Linked DNA regions of Rattus norvegicus: region 2 is linked to region 1. The links are chromatin contacts, called in public Hi-C maps. All regions are on one chromosome and are shown on one strand. The core of a region is the stretch at or near the end of the contact, and the rest is flanking DNA. Distances in the headings are between cores, read along the strand shown.

What was found. A called contact is a pair of places that touch in the nucleus more often than the background predicts.
Region 2: a contact with region 1 is called in a Hi-C map of Schwann cells, with 4 times the contacts expected there. The contact joins the enhancer-like site here to the promoter of Rfxap in region 1.

Annotation. Positions count from the first base shown.
Region 1 is chr2:141,161,104-141,163,803 of GRCr8, reverse strand. Rfxap (regulatory factor X-associated protein) reads left to right here and starts at 1,407. Exons shown (of 3, transcript NM_001044263.1): 1 at 1,407-1,973. The coding sequence starts at 1,578.
Region 2 is chr2:141,482,020-141,484,719 of GRCr8, reverse strand. The region is part of intron 4 of Ccdc169 (coiled-coil domain containing 169); the gene reads right to left. Among named protein-coding and RNA genes, the nearest start is that of Ccdc169, 12 kb to the right of the region's middle. Within about 2 kb of position 1,324, at least 5 of the 93 cell types and tissues checked have an H3K27ac peak or open chromatin away from gene starts, as enhancers often do. A contact at or near this core is called in Schwann cells, where this site is marked.

The DNA.
Region 1 (2,700 bases), core at 158-2,657:
ATCTGTAATGGGCTCTGATGCCCTCTTCTGGTGTTTCTGAAGACAGTGACAGTGTACTCATACATTAATAATAATAATAATAATAATAATAATAATAATAATAATAATAAAGCTTCAAACAAAACTGACAACTAAGACTGAGTTTAAAAGAATAAAAAATACTCAATTCAATATGTTTTTATAATATGAGCATATTTTTGTACACTGGTTCATTCTTGAATAAAGTTCATTTCAGCTTTATAGATTTTAAAAAGAAGACTTAAATTAAACCCCTATTTATAAAAATCAACACAGAATGAATTGAAGACTGAAATATAAGGCCTAAAACTGTGAACCACTAGAAATAAAAATAGGGCAGATGAATGGGCAAAGATCTATTTGTATAAGACACCTCTAAAACATAGGAAGTGGGGCGAAAAAAAACACAAATTGATGGGTATCAAACTAAAAAGCTGTGGCTCAGTAAAAGACCTGAGAATAGGCAATCTCTAGAACGGGAGAAAATATTTGCAAACTACATTTGATGAGTAGTTAGCATCAGAATTATTTAAAGAATTCAAACAAATACAATAAAAATAAGTAAAAAAAATAATAAATACCTAAGAACCCTATTGAAATGGGCGATATAGTTAGTTCACAAAGAAAAGCATACAAAGGCCAACAGGTGTATGGAATGTACATCACTAATCCTAATGTGCAAATCCAAACTACAGTGTTATTCCATCCCAGATGAAACAGTTATTACCGTAAGATATCAAGCCCTGGTGGGGATACGGAGGAAAGGGACCTCTTGTACATTGCTAGTGTGAACGCCAACCTATGCACCCACTATGGAAGTCAGTGGGAAGCTTATGCGGGAAATAAAAACAGAACTGTCATGTAAGCCAACGATCCCATTGTTGGGAATGTCAGAAAAGGCATGCCTGGGTAAGAAAGCTAGCTGAAAGCATGTTCTCACCCGGCTTGACTGGGATGCATGAGTCAAATAAACCATTTCCTCCTTAAGTTGTTTCAAACTCCTCTCAGAAACCTTCCTAATTGACCCAGAGACATTGCAGAAGAGACGTGCTTTGAACCCTTTAGGGAGGGTGGGTTTAGGCAGAAAGTGCCTTCTGGCGGTGCCCAGGTCTCTTTGACAAGCTTCCTGAGTCTCCAGCTCTCCGAAATCGCTCGCCGGCGAGAAGACAGCTGCGCAGGCGCAATCGTTGCTGCTGTCTGTTGTTCCTCCCAGCCTGGAAGCTAGCGGGGTCCTTGGTCTGCCAGCGTTCAGCAATCGTTTGCGGAAAGCCGCGGCGCAGGCGCATTCGGTTCTGTCCTGCACCTGCTCAGCACCGCCCCCCAGCTCTGAAGCGCAGGCGCTCAGACCGCTGTTGCGCACGCGCAGTGCAGTGCGGGCTGCTCGGGTCCCCGGACGTACGGCGGATCGCTTGTGAAGTCCCGTTGTGTTTTTCAAGTGCTGACGGGCCGCGGTGGCGGACCCTGGCTCTGGCGGCATCACGGAGGCGCAAGCTGTGTCCGAGGGCTCCAGGCCGGGCACCACCAGTCCCCGGACGGCCCCTCCCGTGACGGTGCTGGTGATGCGACAGGACGAGGCCGCGGCGGACAGCGCTCTGAGGCCAGGTCTAGCGGGGAGCGAGGCGGCGGCGGACGCCGAGGATGAGGCGGGGGAGGACGACGCCGACCTCCTGGACACATCGGACCCGGCGGGCGGCGGCGAGAGTGCGGCCAGCCCCGAGGAGCTGGAGGACGAGGATGCCGAGGGTGGCGGCGCGGCGCGCAGACGAGGCTCGAAGACCTGCACCTACGAGGGCTGCCGCGAGACCACCAGCCAGGTGGCCAAGCAGCGTAAGCCCTGGATGTGTAAGAAGCACCGCAACAAGATGTACAAGGACAAGTACAAGAAGAAGAAGAGCGACCAGGCACAGGGCTCTGGTGGCCCCGCCGCGGCCAGCACAGGCAATGTCAAACTGGAGGTATGCTCCTCGGGCCCCGGGGCCAGGGGAGGTGGGTGCCACTCCACTGTACACACTCAGGGTCCCCCCGCAAGGGGCTGGGCTCATCCTCTCATTGCCATTGAGCAGACAGTGAGAGCCCCACCCGACACTGGCACTTTGGAGGTGATCTGCACCTCTTGTCAGTAAACCCTTCCCCTTCTCCACCCTGTGGCTTCCTACATACCCTATTTTTAGTTTTCTGTAACTTTTTGACCTTTGTTTTTTGTTGTTTTGGGGGGATTGTTTGTTTGTTTTTCTTAAACCCCGTGGCTCCGAAGAAAAGTTGGATTGGCAGTGGGGTAGTAACTCACAGAGCACTTTGGCGTTACTTGATCCAAGTCAAGCATGGGAAGATAGAAGCCAGTGTGCTTTGCAGTTGGGATTCTGCTGCTGGCTGTGTGGACTTAGGTCCGTTTTCATCTCGCTTAAATCGCCTCCCTCATCTTTTGGCCTTAAAATAAGGCCCAGTTAGTGTTTCTTCGGATTTATTTTGGCTAGATGGAAATTATAATTGGTGTGCATTTCAGCTCAAACCCAGCAAAGTCGGCCTAAATATTAGAGCTGTTTAAAAAACAAAACCAGATCCGTAAAAAGTAGGCAGCCTCCTTACCACAGAAGTTCCTTTTGAAGTTCAGACTGGATAACTATTGCTACGGTAAGTGTCTTTGAGTTTTGTGGTGCTAACATCCTACCTACACAGTGCAAG
Region 2 (2,700 bases), core at 75-2,574, 320 kb before region 1:
GCTGCCATTTCAGTGACAATCCACACTCAAACTAGGAATCCTTAAACAAACCAGGCTTGAGATAGACCACCCACCCTGCTGTCTGAGCTTAGGAATCCACTGCTTTCCCCATCTGACTGTGCGCTCATCTCCCATGTTAACCAGCAGCTTCGGATCAGTCGTCTGTTCCGTCCTGCCCTGACTTCCTCCATTACCTTCTCCTGTCCCTTGCCTCCACACAGCCCACACAGAACAAGGCGTGTTCTCAGGCTCCAGCTGTGCGTGTGTGGCGGGGGATGGGGGGTCCCGGGCTGCATCTTTACTTTCCTTCCTCTACCTGCTATGAGCTCTGCCCCCTCTCATGCACGAGTCACACACACACACACACACACACACACACACACACACACTGATTTAAAATTACAGCACAGCTCAGACACGAAGCTTTGCTCAGCAGTCCGGTGGGCATTAGACCAGCATCAAAATTAGTTCTGCATTGGAGAAACCAAGACCTTGTTCTGGATTTCTCTAGAACACCACTGTCATCAAATATCCGAGAGCCTAGACCACTACAGGATAATTACTCTATTCAGCAAAAGAAATCCTTGAAAAGTACTAAATTATTCCAAAATAAAGTTAGGGTCCACTCTGGATTTTGATTTTTCCTGATGACAAACTTACTAACCTGAATATTTGGGAAGTGATTTTTATCAGAGGGTGGACCTGTGCCAACATCCACAGGAGGCCCTGACCTTTCTGAAATAAACTGACGGAAATGTTTCTGGTTTTCCCAAGCTGGTGTATCTGTTTGCAGAAATCAATGGACACAAACCAGAAAATTGTCCAGCAAAGACAAACCACAGCTAAAGATGCTCCTGGAGACGAAATTCCCAAAATAGACACCAAGCTTTCGCGCTGCTTCTATGAGGAACTGGTTTTGACAACAGTTGCTTCTTAGCATTTTAATTAACCATTTTCCACCTGCATTTTTGCTTTAATTTGCTTTGAAAAGGCTGCGCTGCAGGGCTGTGTTTGCATACCTGAAGTAAAATATACTCAGGATTTAAGTAAAAAGAAGAAAAAAAGCCTACTCCTCCATCCCAGGCAGAAAAGAAGCCCTAACAGCCACCTATTTTTTTCTCAAAACTAATGTTAATTGTTGCACTGAAGAATTCAACAATAGCAATAACAGGCAGAGGTAGGGAGCTAGCTACAAATTAAAACACCCCGCTCCAGGTTTTAAGAGAGAGAAACAACAATATGACTCAGTTAACCCAGACACCCCTCAGCCCCGATAGAAGGTTCTTCACACTGACCTTACAAGTGCCCCCTTGTGGACAAACCTAATTATTACACTATATAGCACATTTGTTAACTTCTCTCTGGTTTGATGTACCCGTCTGCAAGTAAACTGCTCTGATCTTCGGGGAGAATGCAAATTAGTGGGTGCATGGAATGATCATAGGTCTACCATAGCCAGGCGGACAATGGGAATTCTATATCCTGCTTTTGTAACTGAAGATTCCTTTGTTCATCCTTTCATGATACAGTTGACAAAGCCACTTAGTACACCTTATGCAAAACGTGAACTTGCTTGTCAATAGGGCTGTAGAAACAAAATTGGCACTCAGGCTAACTGGCATCAGTCTGTGAGTATGTCGGTGGGAGTTGCGCCTTAAGACTGATGATTCATGACAAAGACAGGCACAAACTGGGAGGGGCTGGAGAGATGTTTGGCTGGGGAAAGTCCTTCATGCTGTAGTAAAACACCGGAGTCCAGTTCCCAGCATGCACATCAGGAGGCTCAAAACCGCAGGATCTCCAGCTCCAGGGAACCCAGTGCCCTCTTACCTCTCTGGGCACTGCACATGCATGCTACCCATGAACCCATGCAGACACACACTCATACTCAAAAATAAAAGAGTAAGATAAACCTTTTCTAAAGTCAGAAATGTTGAGATGTTGTATTCGTAGTCCAACCCAAAAAAACTAATTTTAACACACACACACACACACATATATATATATCACACGCATATGTGTGTGTGTGTGTGTGTGTGTGTGTGTGTGTGTAATTATTATGTCTGAGCAACACCAATTCTGTCCTTTCTTCTGAAAACTAAGACATCCTGTCTTTGCTCCTTAGGGATGGGTGATCGAGAGACTGAGTCAACAGCACTCAGGTCTCAGTGCTTGCTGCTCAGTTCTTGGTGAGCAAGAACACTTCCATGAGCACGGGCCTTGTTTCTTGATCCTTGTTACCAGATTCCCAATCCTTGCTGCTCAGAAACCTTCTTCTCTATGTCACCAAGAAGAAATGCTTAAATCTTAAATGTTCCTTATATGAGCTACAGAGCCGTTCTGAGGGCAAGGTCCAGGCATGGAGAAGCAGGTGACCAGCCAGTTTGCTTCCTTGAGGAGTATTTTACAGGTCACACTACATATATATTTCCTGTTAAAATTCTCCCTGTAAACTAAGGAAGGCAGCCATATCTAAAAGTGCCACAAGATGGCGACATGAGCCACCAGAGGAGAGAAAAGTCTGGTTTTTCCAATTTCAGAGAGAAGGAGGAAGGGTATTTTCCTGACCTTCAAAGACATTTAAATATTCTAGGTCAGAGGTAACAGAAATGTAGGAAAATAGGCTAATTTTTCCTCAATTTGTCATTAACAAAAATGACAAGTTTCTCTGTACTGTTGACTAAGGAATGACAGTTACTC